Linked DNA regions of Mus musculus: region 1 is linked to region 2. Evidence: chromatin contacts called from public Hi-C data. All regions are on one chromosome and are shown on one strand. The core of a region is the stretch at or near the end of the contact, and the rest is flanking DNA. Distances in the headings are between cores, read along the strand shown.

Region 1 (5,243 bases), core at 2,463-4,962, 630 kb before region 2:
AGCTTTTGGGAACTAGCTTTCTCTTTCCTCCTTCATGTTAGTCCTGAGAATTCAACTTTGGTTGTCAGGCTTGGTAGCAGTCACTGTTACCCACTTAACCCTCTCACTGACCCCTTAGGCCTCAACCTCATGCTTAAAATATGGGCTGACAACATGCTTGCATTTATTCCTTGGCCTTTCAATTTTTTCAATCTTTGTGTGTTGGCTGAGCAATTATATGCAACCTGTTCTTCAGACCTGTCTCCCTGCATGGTAAAGGGAAGTGCTCCAGCAAGGGTGGTGCTAGCTCACCTGGGACTGCTTCCTGCTTGCAGCTGATTTGGCTGACTGCTTGCCCTGGCTGGGCTGGGGTAGTTCCCCAGCTGTCTCACCTTCTTTGTGTGCTCTGTGAGGTTGGGGCATAACTGCCAATGATGCAGCTGTTGGGGCTCTGTGTATTCATTTAGGAAAGGAATGGGCTCTGAGACATATGACAGGGTGGAGATGGTGACAGCAGTCTCTCCATGTTGCTTGCTGGTGAGACTTTTCTAATCTTGCTATTTTTTTGTTCAATTCAGTTCTTTGTGCAATCACTTTGGGGTAATTCCAGTATGGCTTGTACTCACTTGTGTTACCAACACACACAATTCTAGTCTTGCTTGGAGAGTTCTGTCTGGCAGGCAGCCACTACTGGGGTAGTGCATGGTAGTGCATCCCCTTTGCTGCTGCTTCCTGGTGGGTATGTTCTGCATCCTCAGGGCCTCTGAACTGAGTTCAGTGGGATGACAGTCCACCTTGCTAGAAAACTGTGTGCATGTTGTTTGTGAGTGGGGGCTCAGAAGATGAAGTTGCAAGCCAGGCGTGGTGATGCACGCCTTTAATCCCAGCACTTGGGAGACAGAGGCAGGCAGATTTCTGAGTCCAGGCCAGCTTGAACTACAAAGTGAGTTCCAGGACAGCCAGGGCTATACAGAGAAACCCTGTCTCGAAAAAACCAAACAAAAAACATAAAACGCCCAACCAAACAACCCCCCCCCCCCAAAAAAAAAAGAAAGGAAGTTGCTTTGCTGCCACTTAGCCTGATGGTCTGGGTTCAATTTCTAGGACCCAGGAGTAAGGGGGGTGGTGGTGGAAACCAACTCCTGAAAGCTGTCTTTATGCTGCTGTGTAAGCTGTACTCCTGCCAGGGCTGTTTTTTCCTTCTTTCCTTTCTCAGCCAATGCTGGCACTCCAAGGTCTTGTGCCACTAGGTGCTGTGCCACTGAGTCACATGTCTCATGTCCTCATCTCTGATCTCCTGTAAGGGCTACCATGCTACCTGCCCAGGATTAGAACTTTAATTCCAGACAATGACTAGCATTTGGGATAAAGATTCTTGTAAAACTACACTTTACTTTATGATAGTGTTAGGAAATGTAATACACACGTCCTTGGTCTATATAAACATTTAAAGGAACTGGGGGGATGTTTTAGTGGTCAATAACACTTCACCTTCCAGAGGACCCGGTATGGCACAAGGGAATATTCACATCAGAATGTCAAATAAACTGTTCTAGTTATGGATCTTAACGATTTAACTTTTCAGTCTATGTGAATGTCTGCTTTGCCAGTTTGTGCATATGTGTATCACCTGCAGGTCAGCAGAGGGAGCGATAGAGGGTTGTGAGCCATTGTGTGGTTGCTGGGACTTGAACTCAGGTCCTCTGGAAGAACAGTCAGTGCTCTTAGCCGCTGGGCCATCTCTCCAGGCCCTATCTTTATTACTTTGACTATGGCTTGTGAGCCTACTGCCAGTAGGTTCCCTTGGTGCTACACCAAGTCCATCTCTTTATCCTTATGGCTACAGTTCCAGTGGGTCCTCTTTGATTTACTCTCTCAGGTTTACTAAGTAATATTTTTCTGTATCTTGGTCTCAACTTGCAACCTCTCCTTGACTGGAACGTTCCAGTTTTCCCATTTTCAGCTGGAGACTCTCTGGTTGTGTCCATCAGTCACCCCGAATACTTGAACTAAACCTGTTTTAAAGGGTCTCATGTACCTTGGGGCTCTCCTCAAGCCGTGTGGATAATCATGTCCGTGAACTTCTGAACCTCTGGCCTCTGCCTGTGCTGGGATTAGTGGGTGCTTTGTTTCTGTGCTGCTCTGGATCAAACTCAGGCAAGCCCCCGAGTAAATGACAGAGTTCTTTGGCTTTCTCCTTCAGTTGCATGACATCCCCAGAGGAGTGAAAGTTCCATACCTTTCCCTCAGGCAAGTTGGTTTTTATCCCAGTGCCCTAAATCTTATCACTATAGTTCACCTTTCCCTTAAAGGACGCCAAACTGTTTCCATGGGAACGGTGGAGTTTACTGTTCCATTTTATCTTACCACTTGGTGTTTGCTGAGTTAGGATTACTCTGAATAGGTGGGCCATCTACATATTCATATGTACTTTCCATGTAATTAATGAAAGTCAACTCAGAGGCTGGAAATGCGTATTAGTTCATAAAATCCTTGAGCTCTGGAAGGAGCCGCACTGTTGGCTACAATTTACAGATAAGGCCAATTGAGACAGAGGTTAAGTGATTTGCCTAGGATCATACACCTGATAGTTGGAGCCAGTCTAAGGTTCACTGCCCGGGCACGACTGGGACACCTCGTTCTGCCTCCGCACGCAGGCACTAGAATGACTAGCTGGTACAACGCCTTGGTCACAAGACAGGACTCCTACAAATGACCTTGCTCGGTCAGCCCTTCGCAGGGGCGCAGGGGTTAAGAAAAGAATGCGGAGCCACCCTAGCACTATGTCCTAAGCCTAAGGAAAAGAAACAGCCGAACCACCCTAGACTCTTTATAGACACAAACAATTCCCTTGCCGCACCCTAGCCCGCGACAGGAGCTCGCTTTCCCGTTGGAAGACGACTGTCTTTTGGTGTTTGGGAATAAAGAGCCGAGGTCGTTTGAGGTCAGGCCTCTTTTTCTGACTCTCTGCTGCCCGATAAATCTAACAATGGCCATGTTTAGTTCTGTTCTGCACTCTACGTCAGAGCTTGTCAGCGCACACTGGACGTGGTGAAACAGATCCGGTTGGGTCAGGAGCCTAGAGCGGTAATTAGGGGGATTTTTCTGTAACTCTTCCACCCCTCCAACAAAACGACTGACACTTGTGGCCGCAGCCCGTTTCCCACGGGCCCTCTGAGTTCCCGTCAAGTCATCGCGGACTCCCAGATTCCGTCACCCGTACCGGGCATCTTTAACCCATCGCGGGGCGCGGGACGCGGGGCGGCGGGAGGTCGGGAGGGCAGCGGGTAAGGTGGTGTCGCAGCCTCCGCTCTGGGTTCAGCCACCCTCCTGCAGAGCTCCTCCCCAGCCTCAGGGTCTTCAGGCCCAGCCCAGGTGACCGTCCTCCCAGGCTCCGCCCTGCCCTGCCCCGCCCCGCCCCCTCCACTCCAGCTCGCCGTACCGCCTCCGCCGCCGCACAAAGGCCGGCGGCCGCCTCACCGCGCGCAGGAATCCGGCCACGCGCGCCCCAGCCCCCCCACCCCCCGCCCCGCGGACGCAGCCCCGGCTGGCTCGCCGCCCCCTTTTGCGCTTCACGCCCCCGACGCACAGGACGCCGAGGCGAGGCCCGCCTCCCAGCCAAGGAGCCACATCCGCGTCGTGCCACGCCGCCGGCTCCCCGCGGGGGGACTACTTCGCTCCCCGCCCCTCGGTCCCGCGCGACTTCCTGCCGCGGACGCGTCGGTGCGCGGCGCGCACGGCATGGCGGCGGCGGCGCGCGCCTGAGGAGCTGGGGGTACGCCGGCCCGGTCAGGCCTCGGCGCGGCCTACGCGCTCCACTTGTTCGCTGGTCCGCTCGCTCCCGCCCGGCGCCCCGCCATGGCGGAGCCTTCGCCGGCCCGACGTCCGGTGCCTCTCATCGAGTCGGGTAAGACACGGCCGCGCGTCCCCTGCCCGGTGTCGCGCAGCCGCCGCTGACCGTCCCTGTCTTCTCCCCGCAGAGCTGTACTTTCTCATCGCCCGCTACCTCTCAGCTGGCCCGTGTCGCCGAGCGGCGCAGGTGAGTGCCGGCTGGGCGAGCGGGCGGGCGGGCGAGCGAGCGAACCGGGGGCGAACGAACCGGGGGTGAGCGGGGCAGCTGACGGGGTCTGACCGCGCGTCTTCTCTGCCGCAGGTGCTGGTGCAGGAGCTGGAGCAGTACCAGGTCGGTCCGCCGCCCCCGCGTCCCCGTCCCCGCCCCCGCGTCCCGGTCCCGCCCGGCCTCCCGGCCGCGGTGGTCACCCGGACGCCTTTCGTGTCTCATTCCAGCTGTTGCCGAAGAGGTTGGACTGGGAGGGCAACGAGCACAACAGGAGCTACGAGGAATTGGTGAGCAGCTCCCGCGTCCTCCGCGCGCCCGCGCCCCCCAGCCGGGTCTCTGCTCCCCTGCGGGCGCCGCGGGGCCGCGCCCGGGGGTGGTCTCTGGTGGTCCGGCGTCCCGGGGCGACGGGCCCGACCCCCGAGGGCTCGCGGTGGCGGGGTGGGGGGCGGGATTTGGCAGAAAATGGTTTTGGGGGCGGTGCCGGGCGCAGGCGGGGGCGCCCCTGGCTCGCGGCCGGGCTGGGGCTCCAGGTGCGGCCGCCAGCCACTGAGAGGGGCGCTCTCATCTCTCTCCCTTCCCGATTTGTAACTCGAGCTCTCATTGGTCTCTCCTTTCTCTGCCCCGCCCAGACTTTCAGACCTCTTGTTCCCCAGGAATAGAGAGAGAGTCCTTAGTCTCCCAAGGTGGAGAAATGGCCCCTTCCTGTACTGTACTCCCTTCCTCTGTAGGATCGCACAGAGTTCTCCGTGGTGAATATGTCAGTGCGGCACCCCTGCTTCCCCGACCCGTGCACTGTGTGTTGACTGCCTTTAGAAAGTTGGCTCACACTTGATCTTGCTGTATGTAGCGGTTCAGGCTTTAAGTTGACATCCGTCAGTCGGTGTATTTATTTTTTGAGACAGGGTGTCATTACGTACCACTGTCTTGCCTTGAACTCGGGTAGGCCAGGCTGGCCTTGAATTCATTTCCTGCTTCTGAGAGCTCGGACTAAGCTCTCAGAAGCAGTTGTGTGTGCCTGTCTTAACATTTCCGAGGAGTGGTAACTTGCGGATTACATTTATTTTCCTTTGCCTTATTTTCCCTACTTGCTTAGAGGTTCTTGTGTATAGTTGAGTTTTATCCAGGTAACAGAGGCTTTGGGTGTTTATCGTTAACGAAGCACAAATGTTGCAGGAGAATATCTTCGACAATTTTAAGATAAAAG
Region 2 (5,110 bases), core at 1,329-3,828:
AGTCAGATTGCATTTTTATCTTTTGAATACATTTGGGGACAATTACTTGCTCTTTTTAGGACTCTGTTAATGTGTGAATTCTGTGTCACATGTGTGTAGTGTGTCTCTCCCTACAATAGAAATGACTTCCAGTGAATTCTTTAATGTCCCTTGTTAAAGCTGTCTCTCTTGAGTGGTGAATGACTTGAAGATCAGCTTTCTGTGAGCTTTCCTGGATCAAGTAGTAAGATGATTTTATGGCTTTGTTTGTGACATGGGAAAAGAAGTCTTGAGTCTGTTGGCTGCAATTTTAATTACTCTGGGACAAACCTCAAATTAGCACAGGGCAGTGTCCTCTGAAGTCATGAGACAGTCCCCATAGGGGGATTTTTGGATTGGAAATAAGCTTGGAGTTTTGGGTGTTTCAGTAAATAAATCAATGAGTTCTTTGACTTGCAGACACTCTGGGCTGGTGAAGCTGGCACATCATCACCTCTGTGTGGGATTCCTTTCCTTTAGCCACTCTGCCTAAAGCCCTGTGAGGCACGTTTCTGGTACTCTTGCCTTGCTTTGGCAATTTGAGGTAGAGAGAACATGGCGTTTCATTCGGGAGAGGTAAAGGCATTTTTAGGAAATAGTATTTCTCTCTGCGAAGTCATGGGTTTCAGGATGAGACTGAGGGTTCTAATAAACCAGGACAGCAGCCGAGCCAACATCTGTCTGAGCGCGTTGGGAAGATGGCCGTGAGGACTTCATAGTGCAATACTGAGAGATGCATAACCCTGGAGCCTGTTGCTCCCCACATAACCTTATGAGTTAGGTGTTCGATTCAGCCTTCCAAGGATTTTTCTGAACTTGTTTGTGGTGACATTTGCCTTTTGGGCAGCCCAAGGAATCCTAGGTCTGTACATAGCATCCTGCTTTAAAAAGCATTGGTGGAGGGGAATGGAATAGAGTTATGGTAGAAACAGTCTTATCCTGAACAGTTTAGGAGGCGGTGAAGCCTAGGTTGCAAGCCTTAATGGCCATCATTGGGAAGAGAGGCCCCTTGGTCTTGCAAACTTTATATGCCCCAGTACAGGGGAATGCCAGGGCCAAGAAATGGGAGTGGGTGGGTAGGGGAGTAGGATGGGGCGGGGGGAGAGTATAGGGAACTTTCGGGATAGCATTTGAAATGTAAATAAAGAAAATATCTAACAAAAAAATAAAGTTGAATCTTGTATGCATGCATGTGTATGTGTGTATCTGTAGATTTGTGTGTTTGCACATGTGTGTATGGATTGGTGATATGTGTCTGTAGGTTTGTGGTGTGTGTGTGTGTACGTGGAAGGGCATGGAGGGAACGTGTTTAAACAGCAGCTTGGGTGGAAGCAGTTCAGGAATCAGACAGGATATAGAAATTTCCTAAGGTGCCTAGGCGAGCAGGCTCTGAACAGTTGGAAAGTTCCTAAGGAGGCCCACAGCCCTCTGAGCTGAGGATGGTGAGGGACAGGTCAACTCTGCATGGGCTTTTCATGGATGTGGTTACAGAACTTAGCTAAAGCTGTGCTTGCTGCAGCCGTTTTCCTCGTCTACCTTCCGGCATCCGGGGACTAGACATGGCCTCCCTCGTTCTGCGTTGTGGGGGATTCTGTGACACTGGAAGAAACTCCAGGTGCTGGGTGTTGTTGTTCTTGGTAACTGCCACATCCCAGAGCACAGGGCAGCCCTCCCCTTCTGTTCTAGCCCAAGTTCATTGAAAAGACAGCTTCTCGCTATAACTTTTCTGTGTGCATTTAGGGTATTTAGGGTCACTCTGAGATCCAAGCTGTCTTCTATGATACAGCAGTTATAGCTGCACATGGATGAATCTCAATCTCTCTCTCTCTCTCTCTCTCTCTCTGTGTGTGTGTGTGTGTGTGTGTGTGTGTGTGTGTGTGTGTGTGTGTGTGTGAATGCACAAGCACCTATGCCCACCAGCATCCTGACTCGTGGCCCCAGCAAGCAGAATCGAAAGTGGTTGACTCTCTGGGTGTCATTTAACCCACAGGAGGACTCCCACTCTCTGAGAAATGTTCTAGAACAAAATGATTTTTTCATTATCTGTATCTCCTTTATTTCATTATTATTTTTCCTTCTGAAAAACAGACCTTGATATTTAAAAACATATTCCCAAGCGTGCACACACACACATTCGCGCCAGTGTTTCTTAGAAAAGGATACATAGAAAATACAATAAAACCGGAAAAGCAACTATTCCTCATGCCTTAAGGACAATGTTACTTATGTGAGTTTCCTGCAGCTGAGAGGCATTGATTTAGCCACTAGTGTTCATAAGACTCTGTGGAGATCCACGGGAGTCTCTGAAATGTGTAGTCTCAGAAATTTGCAAATGGTATTGACAGTGTGTGGTGTCAACCACTGTGGCCAGTCTGGTCCAGTTGCTACAGAAACGTCAGCTATGGTAAGATGAAGGGCATTGCTTCCTGCCCTGTCTGGGAACACCATCAGATCACTCCAGAGGCCATATCTTATGTTATATGGGCACATACACCTTGCATTTAAGTGCTCAGCTGTTTGGTGACTCTGTGTGACCCCATCTTTCTCACCATCAGTGTGGCAACCCAGCCTCATGCTGTCGTGAGCTATCTGTAGAGCCTATAGCAGACAAGCAGTAAGTGACAGATGCTGTGCTTGGGACTCATGTCTTTGTCATCCTTTGTGATGAACTGCCGTGCTTTCTGATGCCACTCTTTGTCCTCTACGTATTTCTTCAGGAGGAAAGCCCCCAGCCACAGACTCTGCCTGGATGTTTTCACAGACAGAGTGAACAGTGGGGTCACTTCCAGAAGTCATAACACAGCCTCCAAGCCTGTGGCAGAATATCCTGGGCTAGGGGGACGGTGGGAGCTGGTGATTAGCGTCCTCTTGCAGTAGGTGAAGGTAGAGTGCTTTGGCTGCTCAGGTGACATGGTTAGCCTGTCGCTTCCTCTATTCAGAGACCCAGGACTACATTTAGTGACCCCAAGAGACTTGAATGATGTATCACTCCTTGGTAGCATAATAAGAAGGGTCCTGGGGTCCTTCACTGTCTAGAGTTCTCCATGAACATTTGTGTGTGTGGGGGGGGGCATAATTTTGCTTTGTACAATTTACAGATGTAGAATGAAAGGCATTTTCATTCTAAGGAGAACACAGAGATGTTATAATCTAGATTCTCCACATCCCAGCAGGCCACCCAGGCTGCTGACCTGTGGTGTGATCTTTCTGATTGTATGTGCCTCTTTGTTCTTCTATACAGCTAACTGTTCTGTTTTTGTTTTTGTTGTTGTTGTTGTTGTTGATACTAATTCATACACATTTCACCACCACATCACTTTAAGTTTTTAATAAGCATGATTTTGTGAATTTTGTATTCTATATAAAATAGATATCATTTACAGCTGATGTTGTGTCATGGGAAGTTCCCTCCCTTCATACTCTCATAGCGGCACTGCTATGCATCCTCTACCTGTTTTTTTGTTTTTTGTTTTTTAAAGAGTGTATTTTTGCTTAAAACAGAAACTCTGGGGCCGCCTGTAATTAATGTGTACCTTTAAAATCTTTGCCAAATTTAGAGATTTGGCCCATTTCATAGACTTTCGCTAGAGGCCCTGATTTGCCCACAGCTTCTCGGATATTTGATGTCACCGTTGTCACGGTTGGAGAAGCATGGAAGGTCCTTCTCTTCATTTGATCTGAATTGGTTTCAGCATCTTGTACCTTTTCGTATGACCCTGTCTCTGTTTACAGGGTGATCTGTACTTTTCCCTTTTATGCTTACCCACTGTTTGACCCAGTATGTTTCCCCGTGTGTGTCTCCATGGACCCTGACTGGAGCTGGAGGTGAGCTGCATCTCCCTTTGTCGCTCACACTTCCTTCTGTTTCAGTTCCCCTCTCTCCTGCTTGCCCTGGTTTGTTTGTGTCTATATTCTTAGGAAGCCGCAGGGCTTTGTTCTTAGTAATAACATACACACTTTAGCTTTGTCAGTAGGGGCTGGCAAACTGCAGGGGCCGACAAGTACCAAAACAATGCATATTAACTTAAATTCCTTATACAAAGGAGGTAAGAGGTCAAAATAATGTAGTCATCGTAAAGTCCCATTTCTTTCCTGATCCTACTGAAATAAGATGAATTAAATAGACTTCGTGCTTAAGGGCACACAAGATGGTTTAAAACATGTAGCTCTAAGGACGTTGAGTTTGGGATCCTGTTTGACACCATGACACCCTGAGCCACCTGGCAGGCCTTGCGCTAAATAAACAGGCACAACAACTCAGATGCTCAGAGCAACCGGGCTCTGGAAGCATGGAGAAAAAGCAGGTTTCTCCCTGTCCTTGGGGCTTCTGTCTCACTGTCCTCGGAGGTCTCCTTATGCGGGTTGTGTCCTGTATCTGCAGCGCTGTTTCTCTGCAGAGGACAATGGTGTACTGAATGGTCTGGAACACATTAAGACTCTGGGTAGTGAGAGTTCTTGTAATCATCTACTCTGTCATCTGTTCTTATGTGAAAAAAAAATCCAGCAAACAGCCATCCCGTCACAAGAAGTAGCTAGACGGTGAACTGCTGGAAATCTTGACGGTGACATCTTGCCTCCTCTTGTGTTTGCTTGGCGACAGGGATTGCTTTTGGTGGTTGTTTTAACTTTTTTGAGTTTTAGACATGGTCTTACTCTGTACCTCAGGATGGCCTAGAACTCAAGGCAATCCTCCTGCCTCAGCCTCCCCATGGTCACAATTATAGGTGTGAACCACATTGCTGGCTTAAGAATATCTACATAATATGATTATTTCCTGAGGTACTGGGTATGGAACCCAGAGTTTCATGCATGCTAGGCAAGCGCTCTACTACTCGGCTCCACGCTGTCCTAAGAATTCTTTCCTTATTTGGCTGTATCCAAGGGGTAGAGGTTCCTGATTCCAGTCTGTTGGTGACTGGCTTACATGTCTTCAGCTCAAGTATGAACTTCCTTGATCTGCCTCAGGCGTCAGTAATGAAAACTCAGGTCAGGGGTTTCCGCCTGGCCCCGTGTCGTCTTTCGGCAGGGTGTTGTGGAACTCAGCCCTGGGAGGAACAGGTGCCATGCTGTTGTGTGCAGATAAGTGCTGAGA

What was found. A called contact is a pair of places that touch in the nucleus more often than the background predicts.
Region 1: a contact with region 2 is called in a Hi-C map of hematopoietic stem and progenitor cells, with 6 times the contacts expected there. The contact joins the promoter of Brwd1 here to the enhancer-like site in region 2. A contact is called at or near these places in 1 of 39 promoter capture datasets (pre-B cells), 1 of 484 Hi-C or Micro-C datasets (hematopoietic stem and progenitor cells) and 3 of 115 datasets of contacts at active chromatin or transcription factors (acute myeloid leukemia, bone marrow-derived macrophages and large pre-B cells).

What each region holds. Positions count from the first base shown.
Region 1 is chr16:96,080,897-96,086,139 of GRCm38.p6, reverse strand. Brwd1 (bromodomain and WD repeat domain containing 1) reads left to right here and starts at 3,712. Exons shown (of 42, transcript NM_145125.3): 1 at 3,712-3,886; 2 at 3,960-4,018; 3 at 4,133-4,162; 4 at 4,267-4,326. The coding sequence starts at 3,838.
Region 2 is chr16:95,452,524-95,457,633 of GRCm38.p6, reverse strand. The region is part of intron 2 of Erg (ETS transcription factor); the gene reads left to right. Among named protein-coding and RNA genes, the nearest start is that of Erg, 75 kb to the left of the region's middle. Within about 2 kb of position 2,578, at least 30 of the 459 cell types and tissues checked have an H3K27ac peak or open chromatin away from gene starts, as enhancers often do. A contact at or near this core is called in acute myeloid leukemia and hematopoietic stem and progenitor cells, where this site is marked.